2 separate regions of the Mus musculus genome follow, and region 2 is linked to region 1. The links are chromatin contacts, called in public HiChIP or PLAC-seq maps. All regions are on one chromosome and are shown on one strand. The core of a region is the stretch at or near the end of the contact, and the rest is flanking DNA. Distances in the headings are between cores, read along the strand shown.

Region 1 (3,787 bases), core at 732-3,231:
CCTGGAACCCCAGCATGGATGGGTAGAAACAGGCAGGTCCCGAGTGCTCAACGACCAGACACCCTAGCCAAAATGGAAAGCTTCCAGTTCCATTTCTCAAGACAAGAAGGCAGAAAATAATAGACAGAGACACTCAATGTCCTCTTCTGGCCTCTATATGCATGCACATTCACATGTATGTGTTATACACGTATACACACAGGCACATGCACAAATATAGAGTAACAACAACAACAAAGCAAACAGCCTTCCTATGGCCTAGTGAGCCCCCTTGGTTGACTGCCCATGTAATCCTCTGCCTTTTTCTCTCCTTTTCTGGATGCTACAGGTGCCCTGGCCTCCTTCCTCATTGCCTAAGCACAATCTGAACTTTCTTCTTGCCTCTGGCCCTTGCGCCAGCTGTCCCCACACTTCTTAGAATAGAAGCATGGCTTCCTTTCTCACTTCCTTCAGGTGTCTTCTCAAATGTCACCTGTTCAGAAAGGCTCCCAGGACACCGCATTGGAAGCAATGCCCAATCATTTCATCCCCTCACCCTGATTTGTCTTTCTTTATAGAACCTGCTCCCATATGATATTTTATAGCCCTATTAAATAATATAGGACTACCCCGCCTCTCCTGTGGATATTTTTACCTATTATCGCTGTCCTTATGAAAGTATGAGTCACAGAACGTACATTTTAATTACTGGCTTTGAGAGATTTTATTTCTAATTACATGTAGGCCTGTTTGACTATGTATCGATGTTTGCATGGAGGTACCTGTGCCTGCAAAGGCCAGCAGAAGGCACTGAATGCCCTGTAGCTAGAGTTATAGGTGGTTGTGAGCTCCATGGCATGGGGGCTGGGAACCAAATTTGGGTCTTCTGCAAACCAATATATTTGTACTTTACCTCTGCAGCCCCTCCTTTATGCTTGACCAAATGAATTAATGGTAAATAATTATATGATGTAAATAATAGCTATAATTAACTACAAAGTAACATACACCCTTGTTACTCCTGCTTCTCCTTCCATGTTGAGACCTGACAGTCTTCTTTACCCAGAAATCAGAGGGGCAATGATGTAATCATAACTGAGAGCTCAGGTCATGTGATTCAGAGTCCAGGGCCCATATGTTCTGAGCTAGGGGCAGGTGGACCCCAAAGGGGGTTGTTATAGGCAGCAGAATTAACAAATGGCAAGGTGTGTTTTCAGGATGGAATGAAAGTTGGACACAAACCACCAAGTTCTATTGCCAGATAGTTCAGGCAAGCAAGCAAAGGGTGAGCTCAAAGGTCCTTTTGTCTGCAGTGGAAGAGACTGGGTTAGACTCTTCAGGGTTCACCTGGCACAAACTGGATTCTGCAACCTTGTCCTCAGTGGGGAGTGTGCCAAGCATTTCAGTAGGAGTAGAAGTCGGAGGGCTATGCCAGGAGCTTTCACCCTCTGCCATGTGGGGATGGTCCTGCACCCACAGACACAGGACACTGTAGGAGGTATGTGAAAATGTGTAGGGGGGGCATCACAGGACACTGGCACTCTAAGACCAAGAGACTTGTCCGTCTGTCTGATGGCCATTTCTGCCATGAGTCTTTCCTAAGGGCTACAGTCACCATGCCAGGCAGTGGTCTGAGCAGGGGAATAGGGTGACAAGGACAGCTCTGAGACCACTCTGTTTCCCAGGTTAAGATTGGGACCAAATGTGAGACTGATACAGACCTCTGGAAGGCAGATGGTTTAGCCTTGGTGATGGACTTCGGGCTGGATGCTTAGGCAGACATGAAGGGGTCCAGTTTGTAGAACTTGACACTGGCTTAGAGATGGGAAGCAATGAAAGAGTTAACGGGGCCTCCAGGTAACGCTTGACCAGCTGGAATGACAGTGGTACCAATCTCTGATGAGGAGCTCTTGGATAAAGAATACATTCAGTAGTAAATGCTAAACTTGAGCTTCAGGAAACAGTGAGACAGCTGTACTGAATAGATCACGCCTGTGAGGTTAACTGTTTAGAAGCGGGGCCTCTGCAGATAAACTCAACACGGGATCATACTGAATTGCAGCGGTCTTACTATAATGGCTGGTATCTTTGTAAGGACAGGAAAATTTAGGTACTGACATCACAAAGGGAAGCTAGAGACAATTTGTGTTGTCACCAAGTAAAAGGAGCTACCAAGCCACATAAAGCCGGGGAAATTGAGGCTCCCCAGCACTGACTCTGGACTTGCCAGAAAAGGCCTTCGACATTCTAGAATCCCCTCGCGCCTTTTCAGAATGGAATTGCTGTGAATCGGCTAGGCTGAACTCAGTGGAGTTATTTGTATTAGCGAGTCCATGCAGATTTGATTCATTCTATTGCATCCTATAAAATGCAAATACGTAGGGGCTTTCCCCCTGAACTCTCCCAGTTACCTTAGAAGAAACTAAAAGAAAAATATACTCGTCTGAGTAACCCCCCTGAATTCTCATGATGATACTAAAATCCTCCGTCTGGTGCCCGAAAGTAATTATGCTCCAACGGATTGACAAGATCTTCATTTTCTAATTATAGAACAGATGTTTTCCGGAAGCGGTTACCCTGACACAGGTTGTAAAAATAATCTCAAAAAACTGATCTTTGATTTCGACAACAGCTGTGCGGGTCTGCCACAACAAACCCGTATTTAAATAGAAAAGCCTTGTCATTTCTCCGCATCCGAAGGTCCAAGCAGCTTTCCCGGGAGTCCTGACGGTCCAGGAATCAGGCTGACGTGGCCAGCTCTGTGAAGGCGGTTGGGCCTGAGGGACACCTCACTTTGTCAGGAGTTTCCTGGGCACAGGGCTTTTTGATCTCAGGATCTAGTTTCATCTCGAATGCTGTCTTCTCTATAAAGGTGCTGGTGACTTTTCTCTTCCACTATTTGATTGCCCCTTGATTCTGTTGAGCCCCCAGAATCCTAGGGACAGCATAATTTGTTCTTACAGTTTGAATGCATCCCTAAACGTTTGCATACTGGAAACGTGTGTGTGTGTGTGTGTGTGTGTGTGTGTGTGTGTGTGTGTGTGCACCTACATGAGAAAACCAAAAGTCAAACAGTAAATTGTTCCTAAGAACTTGTCCACCTTGTTTTTTGTTTGTTTTTTGTTTGTTTGTTTGTTTGGTTGGTTTTTGGGGGGGGGGGGTGTTTGGTTTTTTGTGTTTTGTTTGTTTGTTTGTTTGTTCTTTTGAGACAGGGTTTCTCTGTGTGGCCCCGACTGTCCTGGAACTCACTCTGTAGACCAGGCTGGCCTCGAACTCAGAAATCCGCCTGCCTCTGCCTCTCAAGTGCTGGGATTAAAGGCGTGTGCCACCACACCCGGCCCACCTTGTTTTTTGAAACAGTTTCTCACTGGGACCTGATGCTCACCAATTAGACTAGACTTGCTTCCCAGAAAGCCACAAGCTTCCTCCTGTCTTTGCCTCCCCAGGAACTGGGATTACAAGTGCGCTCCATCCTGGGAGCTGGGGATGGAATTCAGGTCCTGATGCTTGCAAGGCAAGCACTTACTGACTGAGCCATGTCTCCAACTAGAAGAAGGAGGAAGCAGAGGCCGAGGAAGGCGAGCCTGCCCATCCAAACTACAGAGCAAAGGGGATTCTGTCTGAGACCGTAGTGACACCAACAGGCTGTACAGAGAGCTTCAGGGTTGCAACTGTCATTGAGTGGTCAGCTGTGTTATGGTGGACTTGGCAGGGATGTGGCTGCTTTCAAGTCACCTCTGCCCCCATGTAAGTGAACGCTTACCCACACTCATGTTAGTAATCCCAGTAAAAACTCACTTATTCACCA
Region 2 (3,787 bases), core at 661-3,160, 90 kb before region 1:
TGCACATGCATAGTTACATACATGCACATATACCTACATATGTGTGTACATGCAGACACATACATACACACACATATTTACAGATATGTACATTTGGCGAATGGAGCAAAGCCACAACAGCCACACTATTTTTTTCCCTCTCAGCCTTTTTATAACTCCTTAGACAAAAGTTCTTTATAAAATTAGCCCACAGATAAAATGTTACACAAAAAGGAGTTACAGAAGGATGTCCGTAGTAAGTTCAAAGCAGTGTTACATTCTATAAGCTCATTATAAGTTCAAAGCAACAGTTTCCCATGGCCTTGCTCTATCATGGTGCATACCTGTGGCTTCATCCTTGCACCTGACCTAGAATGAATGTTTTTCCTTGATCACAATTCTGCCCCAAGCCTGTTTCTCTTTTTTTTCCTGTAATTTATGAAAGCTCATTGTGTTCCTAATTATGCAGCCTTTACTATTCTATGAGGAGTGGGTACATTCTATTCTTGATTCTAACTATATTACATCTTTCTGGCAAAACGACTAAAACCGTCTCCTTAAACTTTCTTCCTAAAATTATTTGAATCAAACCAGGAATTCTATAAAGTCATTAATTCATCTAAACAGCACTAATTTATGAAAGTTCATCTTCATGTTGATCTGCAGGAAATTTGCCCAATTGGGTGGGCTGGTGCCCAGGAATCATTGGGCTATGTAATAGTGATGGGAAAGTCATAACATCGGTGAGAAGCAATCCTGGGATGACGTCTCTGGGGTCCATGCCTGTCAGAGCTCACCTGTCACAGCCATGCAAAGTGGTGGGCCATCCTCAAAAAAAAAAAAAAACCTTACTTGGTTGCCAAGCTTCATGGCTTATGCCACAATTACATATGCCAGTCCCCCCCCCCAAAAAAAAAATCCCCTTAGCTGTGTTTCCTGTCTGCTAAGAATCAAAGAACAGCCTCCACTGAGCCCCCCCCCCCCAGGATAATATTCTACCCAAGCATGTGAGGCTAAAAGCCAGGATGAACCCTCTGAAACAGTGACCTAAAATAAAAGAAAGGAGCTTTTGTTTCTCCAAGTATTTAGCCACAGCAAAGAGCAAAGGAAGTAATGCATATAGGACCACCTGTTTCAAACCAAAGAAGATGCACATGTGAGTTCCATGGGAAAGTCTCTGATGAGCTGAGCCCTTCATTCAAGTCTAATGGGTTTGTGCAAAAAATAAAAAAGAAAGACATATCAATGTCTGTTACATCATTAGTACATCTTATCCCTCCTGCTATAAAACTCCAGTGACTTGTTCTCCAGTGGCTTCATAACTGATGCTGGGAAAACCCACTTGACATGAAGTGCTCTTTACAAAGTGGTATTGCTTCAAAACGGTAACCCTAGGGACTGAAGAGATGTCTCAGTGGTTGTGAGAGCATGCTGCTCTCTTGTGTGCCTGAATTTGATTTCCAGCATCCATGTCGGCTGACTTAAAACCACCTGCAACTCCAGCTCTGGGCCTTCGTGGGCACCTGTACACACACACACACACACACACACACACACACACACACACCTGTGAATATGTAAAAATAAAGATAAATGTAAAAATCCACAATAAATAGGACAGACAGATGGACAGACAGGATAGGATACATAGATAAGAGCTGTAACCCTAGTTTTGCTTATTGCAGTCGGCCAGCCCATCCCACTAGTTTCATGCTTGCTACTACCCACATATGCATGAGTTGCTTCTCTGGAGATCCCTAAGTGATGTACCAACATCCTACTAAAATCATCTTGGGATGCCACAGACCCACTTAGGCCCTGATGCCCTGCTTTCCTTGTAACAAAAATGAGCCAGTCCCATCATCCTATCTCATCCAAAAAGAATCGGCAGTAATCACACAGCCACACGGTGGCGCTCCTGCTCTATCCCAGCGAGCCAGGTTCTCTGGAGAAAAGATCGGATCCAGAGCCGTGTTTGCAGGGGTTTTCAAAGCTAGCAATGAATAAGCAGCTGCAGAGGCATACAATTTAAGCCAAGAAGATTGCTGAGGGCCAGTAAAGGCAAGTTTACAGTCTTTGTGGTCTAGAAAAGTCCCTGTTCAGACGCCGCCTCCCTTGCAGAAGCTAAAAGTAGTCCCACAAATTCCTCCAGGGAAATGGGAAACCCCTGGGCCAGCAGGAAAGGGCGTGGGGGGGGGGGGTGTCATTGTCGAAGTTTGACTATCCCATTTCTCTAATTCTCCCTACAGTAAAAGACAGCTGTGCCTTGCTGTGTTTTCTTTCTTTCTCGATCATCGAGGTTGCTCTAAAGACTGAGGTCGCCCAAACCCAAGATCTGTAGCCTGCTTACTTGCATGTTTTTGCACACCGGATATGACTCAGGCTGCGCCCAGGATGTCTGCTGCCCACAATCCTTTGGGGGACAGGATCTGTCTGTGCCTCTGTGCAACCGTTTGGTTTATCTGCTGGCCGTCAGAACTCTACCCTGTCATTTAAGCCCCGAACTTAGCCACAGGTCTCAAAACGTCTTAATTCATGGGTTTCTCTAAGTCACGTGATCTCAGTATGAACGGTTTAAAATGCCTTCAGGTTTTTACATTTCTGCTTTTAATGAGGAAACAAACAGAACCAGATACAGGAGTAAGGTCAATGCCAGAGTTAGAAGCCATGGCTTCTGGGGCTGAAGGCGTGGCTTAGTGGGTGAAGCACTTGGTGTTCCTCATGCGCACCTGAGTTCGGATTCTCCAGCACCCATGTAAGCTGGGCATTGAATTGGCATGGCCCATGATTCTCGGGGGGGGGGGGTGCGGGGGGGTACAGATGAGAAGATCCCTGGATCTTACTAACCAGCCAGTTTGGTTGGAACAGTGACTTTCAGGCTCAGTTAGAGACCCTTTTTCAAATACTAAGGTGGACTCATAGGCATCTTGCTACATCAGTCATAAAGGAATATTTTGGAAGAATCAAAGCCAGAGGTCAGGGAGGACCGGAGCAAATGTGTGTTCCGGACACGGTAGGACCACTGCACTGGTGAACTCACAGCAGCTGTGGTTGCCTGTACAAGACCTGCACAGGACCACGACAGTCAGCATTGCAGCATGGAGGGACTCACAAGCCTACCACTTACTAAGGAGCATGGGCAATAGATGGCTTCTGGGAGTGACAGACTCCATTTTTCTTTAAGGGTGTGGCCTCTGAGAGGTTGCCTAAGTTCCAGTGGATTGCCCATACCCATGAGTATGTGGGCAGCTCAAACTGCAACCAGTGGCTAAAAACAAGAACTTGGGAAGAGTTAGGGGAAGGAGTGAAGGGTGATCAAAATACATTGTATGCATGGATGGATTCTCACAAAAGAAATAAAAGTATTGTGTTTTCTAAAGGTAGGGAAGATTAAAGGTTAAAAGGAACACATTTGATGTCAAACACCGGCGTGCAAGGGCACACACATACACACACAAAGGCATATATATTCATGCACACACACATGCATATGCATATGCTCATATGCACACATATATACATGCATATATATGTTCTGGGGGCCAGCTCTGGAGCTCTGGTTCTCTCTTGAAGGTAGTGAGGTGTGTGGTGCTGGAGAGTGTTGGCAGGGGCAAGACTTGATCTTGCGAGAGAGTAGGGTTGCTTTCTATAATAGCATTTACCTATCTTGATTTTAAGTTACTCTGAGGGCAGAAGCTGCAGGCCTCTGGACCTATTGATACTTGTTGCTAACAGAGATGACTAGTGACTAGGTAAAGGATTTATTGCTAGAGCTCCCTTCTCTGGCCAGGCATCCAGGAGCCCCTTA

The links. HiChIP or PLAC-seq counts read pairs in DNA pulled down with a chosen protein or histone mark.
Region 2: a CTCF HiChIP or PLAC-seq map of CD8 T cells shows a contact between it and region 1, with 18 read pairs. The contact joins two enhancer-like sites. A contact is called at or near these places in 3 of 15 datasets of contacts at CTCF or cohesin (CD8 T cells and the NIH/3T3 cell line), 13 of 484 Hi-C or Micro-C datasets (astrocytes, bone marrow-derived DN3 thymocytes, brain and 7 more), 6 of 115 datasets of contacts at active chromatin or transcription factors (CD8 T cells, bone marrow-derived macrophages, effector CD8 T cells and 3 more) and 1 of 9 other capture datasets (embryonic stem cells).

The regions. Positions count from the first base shown.
Region 1 is chr11:109,769,120-109,772,906 of GRCm38.p6, reverse strand. No RefSeq gene overlaps it. Among named protein-coding and RNA genes, the nearest start is that of Gm11683, 26 kb to the left of the region's middle. Within about 2 kb of position 1,981, at least 7 of the 459 cell types and tissues checked have an H3K27ac peak or open chromatin away from gene starts, as enhancers often do. A contact at or near this core is called in CD8 T cells, where this site is marked.
Region 2 is chr11:109,858,919-109,862,705 of GRCm38.p6, reverse strand. No RefSeq gene overlaps it. Among named protein-coding and RNA genes, the nearest start is that of 1700023C21Rik, 15 kb to the right of the region's middle. Within about 2 kb of position 1,910, at least 229 of the 459 cell types and tissues checked have an H3K27ac peak or open chromatin away from gene starts, as enhancers often do. A contact at or near this core is called in CD8 T cells, where this site is marked.